Regions from separate parts of the Oryctolagus cuniculus genome. Here region 2 is linked to region 1. Evidence: chromatin contacts called from public Hi-C data. All regions are on one chromosome and are shown on one strand. The core of a region is the stretch at or near the end of the contact, and the rest is flanking DNA. Distances in the headings are between cores, read along the strand shown.

Region 1 (6,606 bases), core at 1,168-3,667:
TGTGTGTGTGTGTTTTAAGAAATCCGTTATCATTCTCTCCAGTGGATTAAGTTGTTTAAATTTGTTGTTATTGAAGAATAGTTTGTATCTATCTTTAAAATATGCTAAATTGGTTAAATTTGGTTAGTTCAGAGCCCCAATTTTAAGCCAATGGTGGAAAGTCTGCTATTAAAAGGGGTAGAAGCTAAAGTGATTTCAGATAAGCAGATTCTGTGATTAGGAGAGTTACAAACACACGTTGAATATAAAATTTCAAGCAATTAAGTTACTATGTTCTGGCATAATATAATGATGTACTGTATACATATACCACTTTTCAGGTTCACCAGATTTTCTGTCTTATTTTTATTTAACCTGTCAAAAAAAACCAGGATACAAAACTGTAAGTGCTATTAGACTTTATGGAAAATTTCCACAAACATAGACAAAGCCTAGATGATAAAAATTGTAATAGTTGTATTGATTATAGCTGATCCTTTTCCCTAACCAAATTTTCTATGGATTATTGCTTACATACATTTAAGGTAGCTTATATTTTTCTGACCTTAAAAGTAACATGTCCACAGGAAGTTCACTGGAAATACAAAAAAGTACAATGAAAACCTGCTGTGTCATCACCTCCCAGAGACAATTCCTATAAACATTCAGGAAATGTTTCCTTCCATCCTTTTTTTTATTCTTACAAAACTTAGATCACCCTGAATAAGCAAATCTTTATCCTGATGGTTTTTGTTTTTTTTTTTTTTTACAGGCAGAGTGGACAGTGAGAGAGAGAGACAGAGAGAAAGGTCTTCCTTTGCCATTAGTTCACCCTCCAATGGCCGCCGCGGTCAGCGCGCTGCAGCCGGTGCATCGCGCTGATCCGATGGCAGGAGCCAGGTGCTTCTCCTGGTCTCCCATGGGGTGCAGGACCCAAGCACTTGGGCCATCCTCCACTGCACTCCCTGGCCACAGCAGAGAGCTGGCCTGGAAGAGGGGCAACCGGGACAGAATCCAGCACCCCGACGGGGACTAGAACCCAGGGTGCCGGCGCCGCAAGGCGGAGGATTAGCCTAGTGAGCCGCGGCGCCGGCTGATTTTTAATCATAGTTAACATGGATAGAAATGCATGGTTGGCTCTGGGTATCTGTGGGGGGATTGGTGCCAATACACCCCTCCCCACTCCAACAGATTCCGAAATCCTTGGATGTTCAAGTCCCTTATATAAAATAGCAGTATTTGCATGTAGCCTACTCACATTTTCCTGGATAATTTAAATCATCTTTAGATTACTTGTAATACCTAGTACACTACAAGTGTTATGTAAATAGTTGTCAGAGTGCATTGTTTAGGAAAAAGGAAAAATGCTGGTCCATGTTCAGCACAGTTGCAACTGCTGTAGGCCTGACTGTATTTTTCGTCTGAGATTGGCTAAATCCGTATGGAGCCCATGGATGGGGTCCAACTGTAACTAAAATAGTTAAACTGTCCCACCGGGGCAGAGGTTAAGCTGCTGCCTGGGACACCCACATCCTATATCCAAGTATGGAGGTCTGAGTATTGGCTCTGATTCCAGCTTCCTGTTCATGCTCATCCTGAGAGCAGTGGTAACAGCTCAAGTACTTGGATCTCTGCTATCCATGTGGGGAACCTGGGTGGAGTTCCTGGATCCTGGCTTTGGCCTGGCCTTGCACCACCTGCTGTGGACATTTGAGGAGGGAACCAGCAGGTGGAAAAATCTGTCTCTCTGTCTCTCTCTGTCTCTGTGCCTGTCAAGCAAATATAAAAATAAAATTAAAACTGCCCTACAGTGTGGGACTTCAGTGTGAGTTCCTGTTCTCCAGCACACAGCAGTGAAGATCTCAATGCATAAATCTTTGCAGACATGTCTGTGTAGCACTTGCAGCTAAAACTTGAAAAGACAAGTACAGGGTCAAGAGGTAGGAATTGCTAAGACTCCATTCATATCGCCAAATTACCTCCAGAAGGCTGTGCCCATTTTCAGTCTTTCTTTATTGGCAATCCCCCTGAAGGGCTTCCATCTCATTCTGTCAGCCTCCAGGCTCATGAAGACATTTCCCCAGGGACATTCTTCAGCTATGTCAATGTAATGAGATCCATCTCGAGATATCTGTCAACAGCCTCCCTGGACCCATCTCAGAACCATCTGTCAATGGCAACTCTAATATATTTTGGGAAGATGCTGATGCCGTTGTCAAAAACAAGTTTGCAGTTGAATCAGGTTTTCCAATCAGCTAGGTTGCAGAACTGAACTGTGTTATCCGTATGTGACTATGTTCGTGGGATATCCGAAGCCACCATGTAGGATCATGTCCTTGTAAATCTAAGGGCAAGTTGCGAGATAGGGGATGCGGATGACCTTTCATGTGGATTCTGTACGGCTCACACCATCCCAACCATGTCAAACATTTGGCAGCAGCAACTGAGTGCCAAGCCTTAGCTCCAGGCAATACTGAGGTGGAAAACACCACTCAGACGCAGGGCTGTGTTACTTAGAGAGGCACAGTGGCTTCGTCTGATTATGACACATGCCATGGATTTAAATTCCACACCACTTAAGGATCTTTCAGCAAGACCAACCAATGTGATGTTATATGTGGTTCCAGGAAATATAAAGGGTCGGCTTCCTCCACTACATGAAAAAAATTCTGTGATTTGCAAAACATCATACGCAACCATACATATGTATGTGAATGTATATGTGTGTATCACTGTCAACATGGTATTATAGGCTGGCGCCACGGCTCAATAGGCTAATCCTCTGCCTGCAGCACTGGCACACCGGGTTCTAGTCCTGGTTGGGGCGCCGGCTTCTGTCCTGGTTGCTCCTCTTCCAGTCCAGCTCTCTGCTGTGGCCCAGGGGGCAGTGGAAGATGGCCCAAGTCCTTGGGCCCTGCACCCGCATCGGAGACCAGGAGAAGCACCTGGCTGCTGGCTTCGGATCAGCACGGTGCGCCGGCTGTAGCGGCCATTGTGGGGTGAACCAACAGAAAAGGAAGGCCTTTCTCTCTGTCTCTCTCTCTCACTGTCCACTCTGCCTTTCAAAAAAAAAAAATGGTGTTATTAAAGTTCTCAACTGACTTAAAATTGCAAGTGCCAGCGATTGCCTGATCTCATCCCCTTTCAGACCGTCCCTGGACACTTGACCTCCACAAAGAACGATGGACCCCAAATCACCGAATCAGTCTACCTTTCAAGGGGAAGTTGCAGGTTCCCACCAGTTGGATGACCAGAGAGGTCTCTGCCCTCAAAAGGATGATGGGATCACAGGTCTCTTTCCTCTGTACCATTCACAAATTGAGTCACTTTCTGAAGGGTCACAGATAGCATGAAGTCCTCAGTATCCAGAATGTTCCTTCCCCAGCTGGACCCCATCATTTCCTTGGCATTGGTCTAAATGAATCAAACCACCACAGCCAGAGTGAACAGGGAGCCCGAGGAACAGACAAAAGTCAGGTGCCTCTCCCCCTTGCCGATACGGCAGCCTGGAAAGGCAGGCCTGACCTGAAGCTCCTGTCGCTGTGAGTAGCTTCAGTAGGAATGAGTTGTACCCAGCCACCCCCAGTGCGAGCTCCAAGCTGTGCTAGTGTGTCTCCTGCATGTGTCTTGTGGGGGATGATGGGAGTGGCCTACACTTGATGTCATCACCCTGCGGCCAGCTCTCGCCCCAATGACATTCTCATGGAACGGAGGCCAGAAACCAGATGATTTCTTCTGCGTGTGTTTTGGAAGTATTCCTGACCTGAGTGTAGGACGAGAGAAGGGAGATTAAAAGCACCAATGTTTTGAAAGTCCTGTTAGCTGTTCGATCACATGTGCTTGACCACCAGTTCTGTGAGCCAGGGCTTGTCTCTCTTGGAGAGAAGAGGACACTGGGCCCTCAGAGGTTAAGTGCTTCCCCATACATCACACAGGAAAGAAATGGCAAAGCCAGGAAGTAAACCTCAGGCTGCCTGATGGAACGGGCTCTTCTCTCCATCACAGCACAGCCTGACTCTCAAGTAAAAATGCTCCTCCTGGACTGACTTCTGGCATGAACTTGGGGCCTACAGATGCACCATCCTGTCCCGCTGCTTTGGCGTTGCCATTGAACTGTTGGCAGAGCAAATCCCAGGGAGATCCGAATCCAAACAAGGCCTTAGATTTCATCACTTTGATGAAAAAATTACCATTAGAAGCCACGGTATAGTGCTTATAAATCAGTGTGATTTTTATGTGTCAATTTTTCTATCTGAATGAACCCAATGCATCCTATGCCAATGTTACAAATTTGCATATCTGGGACAGGCATATGGTGTAGCGGTGAAGACGCCCACATCCCATATCTGTGCACCTGGGTTTCAGTCCTGGCTCTGTTCCCATCTAGTTTCCTGCTAATGCACACCCTAGGAGGCAGTAAGTGATGGCTCAAGTAGTTGGATCCCTGTCTCCCACATGGGAGACTTGGATTGAGGTTCTGATTCCTGGCTTTGATCTGGTCCAGCCTTGAAGTATGTTTGGGGAGTAAACCAGCAGATGGGTGCTCTCTCTTAGTCTGTCTATCTCTGTATCTCTCTGCCTCTTAAATAAATAAAAACATTTTCAAACTTGCATATCTGATTACAAGTTTTTTTCCATCTCCCATTCCTCAGACATGGGAGCCCTGCCCATCATGATACACCTAGGCTTCAGAACTGCCTCTCCTCTTGCTTCAATCCTGATTTGCTGTGGATTTCAAGGTCAGTGTGGACGACTCAGGAGAGGATGGTTACGGCAGAAGCAGGCTGCCCATCCAGGGCCACAATTCCCAGTCCCCTCTGTGCCTAGTGGGACCCATGTGCCCAGAAATAGCCCACACACTGGGATATCATTTCCACTCCAATGTGGTTAAGAAACAGGGGTGTGGCCGGCACTGCAACTCACTAGGCTAATCCTCCACCTGCGGTGCAGGCACACCAGGTTCTAGTCCCGACTGGGGCGCTGGATTCTGTCCCGGTTGCTCCTCTTCCAGTCCAGCTCTCTGCTGTGGCCCAGGAAGGCAGTGGAGGATGGCCCAAGTGCTTGGGCTCCTGCACCCGCATGGGAGACCAGGAAGAAGCACCTGGCTCCTGGCTTCGGATCAGCGCAGTGCGCCTGCCGTAGCAGCCATTTGGGGGGTGAACCAACGGAAAAAGGAAGATCTTTCTCTCTGTCTCTCTCTCTCACTGTCTAACTTTGCCTGTCCAAGAAAAAAAAAAGAAAAGAAAAGAAAAGAAACGAAACAGGGGTGCTCCTTCACACTTCCTCTTTTCCCTTCCTTCTGGAGGCAACGGAACTTTGGGATAGTAGGGTAGTAGTTCTCAAACTGGGACACACCTCAGAAACTTCTGGAAGGCTGTGAAAACACAGATTTCGGGGCTCCATCCCCCAAGTCCTTATTCAGTAGATCTGGGTGGGACCTGAGAATTTGCATCCCACAAGATTTCAGATGTTGGGGATGCAGTGGTCTGGGGACCACACACTGGGGAGCCACTGCCCTAAGCCAATGTCTTCTTGAGGTACCGGCTGCACTTTGGACTCCTCTGGGGCTGTTTTAAACATTTGGATGCTCAAGATGCGACTCAATCCAATAAACTCAGAATCTCTTGGCTGTGGGCCCATGCATTAGCATAACGCTCCTCGTGTAATTACAAAGTGCAGTTAAAGTTGAACATCGCTGCCTTAAGGTGGAGCCTTGAGATGGGAGAAATCTGGGTTCTTAAATCACTGAGCGCAGGAAAGCAGCCTGCCAGCGAGAAATGCCCACTTTGGCTTGTTATACGAACGGGAGATAAACTTTTATTGTGTTAGGCTGCAGAAATTTTAGAGATGATTTGCTGTTGTAGCCAGCATTATCCTAACTAATCCTATAATGTTGACTATTGAGAATGAGCTTTCAAACATTCTCGGGCTTCTCCTCTTACCTTCTGCTTTGTTCTTCTCTGAGAGTATTGATCTGATTGGCTGGATGCCAAGACACTCATTGGCCCACATTGTTCGGAAATGGGACTTCCAACATAAACAAGGATACGTTAGCACGTGAAACACGGGCATAGTCTCTCTTGTTCTGTCTTCCTCTTTGTGGCCGCAAAGGCAGGGCAGCCCTAGTTCATTTTTCGCCCTCTCTCCACTCCTTCACTTTCTCTCTCCTGGGATGCGTGTTAATCCTTCCACCTGCCAGCAAATTCAGAGTTCTCCACCACACCTGAAAGGACCTGGCTGTGCTGTTCTGCAAACAGTCCAGGCCAAGATGCCACGAGGCTGTCCTCTCCTTCCCTGATGGATGTGGAAAAGTAAACATCGGTACCAAAAGAGCCACAACAGAAACTCTGACCCAATTCACATCACCCAGTGCCAGGGGATGCAGAACTGGAAATCCCCGAGGATTGGGTTGAACAGCAAAAGCAGAGAACCATGACATTCGCTCTTGAGTTTGTCTTTCGGTTTTGCACCAAAGCTCCCTTTTCTGGAAACACAGCTCTCCTTACTGCTGCTAGGGAAACACTGCTGAGAGATGGACTTAGTAAACCTAAGGCCAGATTCAGGTATTTCTGGGTCCCTTCACCAAATATCCTCACACATCACCCTCCAGCTAGAGACGCGATTGAG
Region 2 (6,606 bases), core at 2,543-5,042, 270 kb before region 1:
TAGCAGCCCCAAAGAACATTCCTAAGGAAATTTAACATGAGTTGAATCTACTTTGATGTAATACAATAAGGACTATACTTAGCATTTCCCCGGTAGTTGATAATTTACACAGGGTTTTACTTCCGTCATTATGAAACTGCAGCCCTTCTTGCTATTTGACTTCAGCTTAGTCACTAGCTAAGCCTCAGTTTTCCCATCTGTGAAGTGGGATAATAATAAAACTTGTCGGGAGGATTCAGTGGGATAAAACCTTTGCAAGGCTTAGCCTGTTCCCAAGTCCATAATAAACCCTCAGGTAAGTGTTGGTGGCCACTGTTGCTGTGACTGCTTTTAATACTTCCCTCAAGCTGCATGACAACCTGGGAGGGAGGATTTATTATCCTCATTTCTCAGGTTCAGAAAAGGAAACTCACCAAAGGTAGACATTAGCCATGGAGCAGGTCAGAAAACAGAAACACTGGACATGGAAAATCTGGGGCCCGTGGAAGGCGCACTGGGTATCCTCCCCTGCTCCCAACCCTCAACTCCACCTCCTCTCATTTCCCAGGATGTGCTGGGAACATGAACATGAACATGAACCAGAACCAGACCAGGTCAAGGAAAGTTTGAAGATATTGCAAGTTCTGGCTCAGGGAGAAACTGAAAAGTATGAAGAAAGACGTAAAGGTGCAAATAGGTTCCCATCTAGGGGCAAGTGAGCAACACCTCCTCCATTAGCAAGTGCCAGAGGGCAGGAGGAACCAAGGTCACCTATTTCCATCAGCTGGAGCCCAGTGAGCCACACTGGCTTGGCCACAGCAGGTGCGGGGATGTCATGAGGCAGGAAGTAGAGAATAGTCTAAACACTGTCTACAACGATCAAACACCATTTGAAAGCTGCATTCCACTTTGCAGGTGTGTGCGCATGTGTTTATCCCTTCAGCTGTCTGTACTTCTGCACTCTGATGAACTTGTTACGGTTTCTATCAGCGCACCCTGCTCAGGCACACGCTGTGTTCCATCGTGTGGCCCCAGGCAAAGACAGAGAGATTCAATGATTAAGTCAGCCCATCTTATGAAGTATAAGAGCTTCGCCAACTTTTGTCAGGAATAGGATTGGGAGATCCAGGGACTCAGGGTGTCTAGCTTTACAGCTGTTCTCTTTTTCAAGATTCATTTATTTGAAAGTCAGTTACAGTGAAAGAGGAAGAAACATACAGGGAGAGGAGAGTGATAGTCCATCACTGGTTCACTCTCCAAATGGCCAAAACAACCAGGGCTGGGCTAGGCAGAAGCCAGGAGCCAGGAGCTTCCTCCAGGTCTTCCTCGTGGGTGAAGGGGCCCAAGGACTTGCATCATCCTCTGCTGCTTTCCCAGGCACATTAGCAGGGAACTGGACTGGAAGCGGAGCAGCCACTTGGGATGCCGGTACTGCAGACAACGGCTTAACCTACTGCACCACCATGCCAGCCCTTGCAGCTGTTTTTGTCAGACTGAAAATCATGGACTTCTTTGCACATTCATTTTGCAGAGCCCTCACAAACAGCGTTTCCTTTTTAGATAAACGAAGAGTTCTTGCTTTGTGTCCTCTATTATAAGGTGATTTATTTAAAAAAAAAAAAAAACCTTATTGCACGCTACTTGGAGAGTTTCTTCTTATTAGCATTCCACGATCAACTCAGCAAACTGTTACTGGACACTCTCTGGGTGCCAGGCTCAGGGCCCAGGCCCTCACAGAACAATGGACAAGACAGACTCCCCACGCAGCTTACAGCCAAGGAACCCTGGCCATTACTGATAGCTTTGGTTAGCCAAAAAGACAGCGCCACCAACCATCTGGGATCCCCCCACCCCCAGTCACTAGGGTATGGCTTGGTCCATCGTAGCCATTTCATATTCTTTAACTCAATTCACGGTGCAGTTAAAAATATATGCGTTTTTTACTCTTAATTAGATGATATTCTACTTATGTCCACAAGGTGGAGATCTTGCTTAAACCAAGCTGCAAGCTCTGCTTTTAAAAAATTCCTGAGTAGAAGTTAACCAAAAGACAAAAAATTAAATTCAATTTATTGAGTGCTTATTTAATGCAATGAACTATGTTAGGTGGTAAAAGAAATAAAAAGTCAGTAAGACATAGCCCCTGCCTTCTAGGGAGAGACAGGGGAGGGAGCTTGCGCAAGGCAGAAACAGAATGCCTTTTAATGAATTAATACATTTTCATCTATCCATATGGGACTCATAGTAATCTCAGCACAGACAAGGGATATAAAAAGCCATGATTCAGTCACCAGTGCAGTTGCGAATAAATTCAAAAAAGACCCCCACGCTTCGGCCCATATGTACTTCCACACCAGGGACAACACAGCATGGTTACACCGGGTCAGCACTTGCAGACTCCAAATGCGGTTTTCTGATGCCTCTGCTCAGCTACAAACATTGGAGTGTCTGTCCTATAACCCTAGAACATTCTTTCTAAAGAGAATCAGGGCCAGCTACTGAGGTAGTACCATTGAAACGCCCCTGCGCACCTGATGGAGAGAATACAAAGAAGAAAAAGAGCAAGGGGAAGGAAACAGATTTCAAACTCTGGCTTTCAAACAGGCAGATTCCACCTACCTTCCCAACCTGTGTCTCATTTGGGAGCAGCCAGGTTTGGATCTGGGACACACTGAGGCAGAAAGGGAAAGGAAAGAACAGATTAAATTCCAAGAGGTGCATTCCTGGAGGACTGAACCCAGGGGTGGCTGGAAGATATGTTGGTGTTTTTGTTTGCACCTCAAACCCCCATCTCACCCCCACTTCTGTTTTCCTTAAACCAGTACATCAAATGCAACATAGGGCTATTTTTGTTTCATTGAAAATCACATTTGGGGAATACAGGACTGACAAGCGACAGAGTGGAAAACCTAAGCATCCTGATTTGATTAAATCATGTTAAGTCTCTCAAGTGCCTTGCAGCCAGGACCCCTGAACGTGACTTTGAGCCTCTGCACTTGCTAACCGTGGGGTCTGGAGCAAGCCTGCCTTCTCAGTGCCTCGGTTTCCTCGAGAGCACAACAGTATCATTTCTATTGGGAAGTCGTCCCTGGCACCTCTGCGCCAGCACGAGGTTGGGTCCCAGGTTATAACGGTGCGCCCTGGGAACGGATCTGGGGGTTTATACACCGTTTGTGTCCAGAGCTCAGGACAGTGGCTTTGTTGAGGGATCCACCCATGACTGGGAACCAGCCCAGGTATTCCACGTGCCCAGCGCGGTTTCAAGCCCTGTTGAGTCCCTTGGGAGAGGCGCAACCTCAAAGCTCGCAGTGACCAGGAGCGGGGAGCACGCTCGAGAAAGGGGGGTGCTGGTGCAAAGTTGTGAGCCACCAAGGGTGCCTCTTCCCGCCTGCAGCCCCATCCTCGGTGGCTCGGAGAGATTACCGGGGGCTGACACAAGGCAACGTGAGCCTCACTGTCGCAAACGGAGAAAGCATAGGGACCCGCCCTGACTCTTGCGCCCGGAGTGCGGGGAGGTGAGTGGGGGGTCCGGCGGAACTTCGCGGGAGACCGGACGCTGCCCGGGCCAGCACCCGGCGAGCACCCCACGCAGCGAGGGCCAGGCCCGCCGCGGACGCCGAGCCTGCGCCGTCCCCTTCGGAGCCCCAGCGCGGGCGCAGCCGGCTGTGCTTCCTCCTACCCCTAAGCCTCCGACCGAGCCTAGGGCCGTCTCTCCGGCTTGTACGGCGCCATCGCCGCTTTAAGGGGAAGAGGACGGGAAGGGGGCGGGGGAGCGGGGGGCGGGGAGTGGCGGCGGAGGAGGGGGAGGGGGATCCCCCTCGCTCCCACGTGGTGCGGGCGCCTGTGAATCGCGCCCGCCGGAGGGTCTCACAGCGAAATACAAAAGCAGCTGGGAAGCGGCGGCGAGGCGAGTTCCCAGCGCCGCACAGAGCCCCGCAGCGCCCGGCGGCCGCCATGGGGCTGAGGCGCCCGAAGCCCCGGAGCCAACGAGCGGCCCGGCCCACCTCGCCGCCGGGACCTGGGCGCCCCGGCTCGGCTTGAAGCGGCGGCGGCGGCGGTGGCGGTGGCGGCGGCACCGGCGCGGCCACAGGAGCATGGGCAGGAGGATGCGGGGTGCCGCCGCCACCGCGGGGCTCTGGCTGCTGGCGCTGGGCTCGCTGCTGGCGCTATGGGGCGGGCTCCTGCCGCCGCGGACAGAGCCGCCCGCCTCGGGGCCGCCCGAAGACCGACTCCCGCGCCTCGCAGCCCGGATCGGCGGCCCGGCACCCGCGCCTCGCTTCCCTCTGCCCCCGCCTCTGGCCTGGGACGCCCGCGGCGGCTCCTTGAAAACTTTCCGGGCGCTGCTCACCCTGGCTGCCGGCGCTGACGGCCCGCCCCGGCGGCCCCCGGGCGAGCGCAAGCGGCACGTGCCAGCCGGGCGGTCCCGGCCGGAGGAGGAGAGCGCCGCCGTGCACGGGGGCGTCTTCTGGAGCCGGGGCCTGGAGGAGCAGGTGCCCCGGGGCTTCTCCGAGGCCCAGGCGGCGGCGTGGCTGGAGGCGGCGCGCAGCGCCCGGGTGGTGGCCCTGGAGCGCGGGGGCTGCGGGCGCAGCTCCAACCGACTGGCTCGCTTCGCCGACGGCACCCGCGCCTGCGTGCGCTACGGCATCAACCCCGAGCAGATCCAGGGCGAGGCCCTGTCCTACTACCTGGCGCGCCTGCTGGGCCTCCAGCGCCACGTGCCGCCGCTGGCGCTGGCTCGGGTGGAGGCGCGGGGCGCACAGTGGGCGCAGGTGCACGAGGAGCTGCGCGCGGCTCACTGGACCGAGGGCAGCGTCGTGAGCCTGACGCGCTGGCTGCCCAACCTCACGGACGTGGTGGTGCCCGCGCCCTGGCGCTCGGAGGACGGCCGTCTGCGGCCCCTACGCGGCGCTGGGGGCGAGCTGGCCAACCTCAGCCAGGCGGAGCTGGTGGACCTGGTGCAATGGACAGACTTGATCCTCTTCGACTACCTGACGGCCAACTTCGACAGGCTCGTAAGCAACCTCTTCAGCTTGCAGTGGGACCCGCGCGTCATGCAGCGCGCCACGAGCAACCTGCACCGGGGCCCCGGCGGGGCGCTGGTCTTTCTGGACAACGAGGCGGGCTTGGTGCACGGCTACCGGGTGGCGGGCATGTGGGACAAGTATAACGAGCCGCTGTTGCAGTCCGTGTGCGTGTTCCGCGAGCGGACCGCGCGGCGGGTGCTGGAGCTGCACCGCGGGCAGGACGCGGCGGCCAGGCTGCTGCGCCTCTACCGGCACCACGAGCCTCGCTTCCCCGAGCTGGCCGCGCTCGCCGACCCCCACGCTCAGCTGCTGCAGCGCCGCCTCGACTTCCTCGCCAAGCACATTTTGCACTGTAAGGCCAAGTACGGCCGGCGGCCGGGCACTTAGCGTCACCCGGAGGAGCCGGGAGAGCCGGCACTGGGCTGTGGCTGGTGGGGGAAGGGCCGTCGCCTCGGCCACCGCCTGGGGACCCGCCGGCCAACGCCCAGCCGGTGGCCCGCCGCGAAGGTGTCTCAAACTTCTGCTTCACCCACCTGCCTTTCTTTGCAAGCCCACGCTGTTTGCTTTCAAAGTTCTGGACGGGCGAACGCACCGAGGCGGGATGAGCCACGTTCCCTCCACCCAGTTGATAAAAGGATTCTTTCTAAAGCCAGCGCGAGACCCGATCCGAAGAAACTGGCTGCTGAGGTCTGCCCCAGGGGAGCCGTCTCTGTGGGAGATGCACCCCATTCTTGCCCCCCACCCACCACCCGGCCGCTTCCCACCCCACCCCCCGACCCCGGTCCATTTCCGAAAAAGGAAAACTTCCGTTTGAGCCCTTGAGCTAATTCTGCAATTTCCTACGGAACGCGGCGCTGGTGGCCCCCGAGCCCGGCTGTGACATTGGTGGTGGAGCCCCCTTCTGAGCTCTCCCTTTGTTCCAGCGCCGCGGTGGTGAGATCACTGTTGAGAGCGGGGAACGGCTCCGATAGGACAAAGGGAGCAGGACCTTCAACCGCTGGGACCCGCAGACCCTGTCAATTTGTCTGACTCATTCCTGACCTCCTGTCATTTTAGCCTGAAGCCTCCGATTTCAGGACTGACTGTATGCACTGAATCAAATAATGGATTTCTTCCTCCCCCTCCCAGCCGACCAAAATTTTGACAATGATGATGTTCACACGAAAAAAAAAAATCAGTTTCATGCACTTTACTTTGTTTTTATTTTAATTTTTTATTAAGAAAAACTTTTTTATTTGACAAAATTTGCCTTCTGTATATATATGTGCATAAAGTGTGGTGTAAATATACTAAACAGACTTATATTTCAATAAAAGGGAGTTTAAAATTTAGAAGTTTAATTTTTGTGGCTTTAACTCTTTGGAGTATCTGATACTTTGAGAGTATGTTTTAGGCTTTCTCCCTTGCTGGTGTGCTTTTAAAACAAAGGATGCTTATCCCCGCCCCTTGTGACTACAGAACTTGCAGAATTGAATGGTCAAGAGCAGGCCGGCTGTCTCCTGTGCTGGAAATTTGAGTTCAGCCTAGAATGTAGACTAAGGAGGTGGAGAAAAGCCTGGGAGAAAAGTGTTCTATTTCCTGGCAAATAAAACTGATAGGAAGA

What was found. A called contact is a pair of places that touch in the nucleus more often than the background predicts.
Region 2: a Hi-C map of an unstated tissue shows a contact between it and region 1, with 3 times the contacts expected there. The contact joins the promoter of FJX1 here to the enhancer-like site in region 1. A contact is called at or near these places in 2 of 6 Hi-C or Micro-C datasets (psoas muscle and an unstated tissue).

What each region holds. Positions count from the first base shown.
Region 1 is chr1:30,104,737-30,111,342 of mOryCun1.1, reverse strand. No RefSeq gene overlaps it. Among named protein-coding and RNA genes, the nearest start is that of LDLRAD3, 34 kb to the right of the region's middle. Within about 2 kb of position 2,417, at least 1 of the 8 cell types and tissues checked has an H3K27ac peak or open chromatin away from gene starts, as enhancers often do.
Region 2 is chr1:30,373,316-30,379,921 of mOryCun1.1, reverse strand. FJX1 (four-jointed box kinase 1) reads left to right here and starts at 3,792. Exons shown (of 1, transcript XM_002709052.5): 1 at 3,792-6,334. The coding sequence starts at 4,074. The coding sequence ends at 5,390.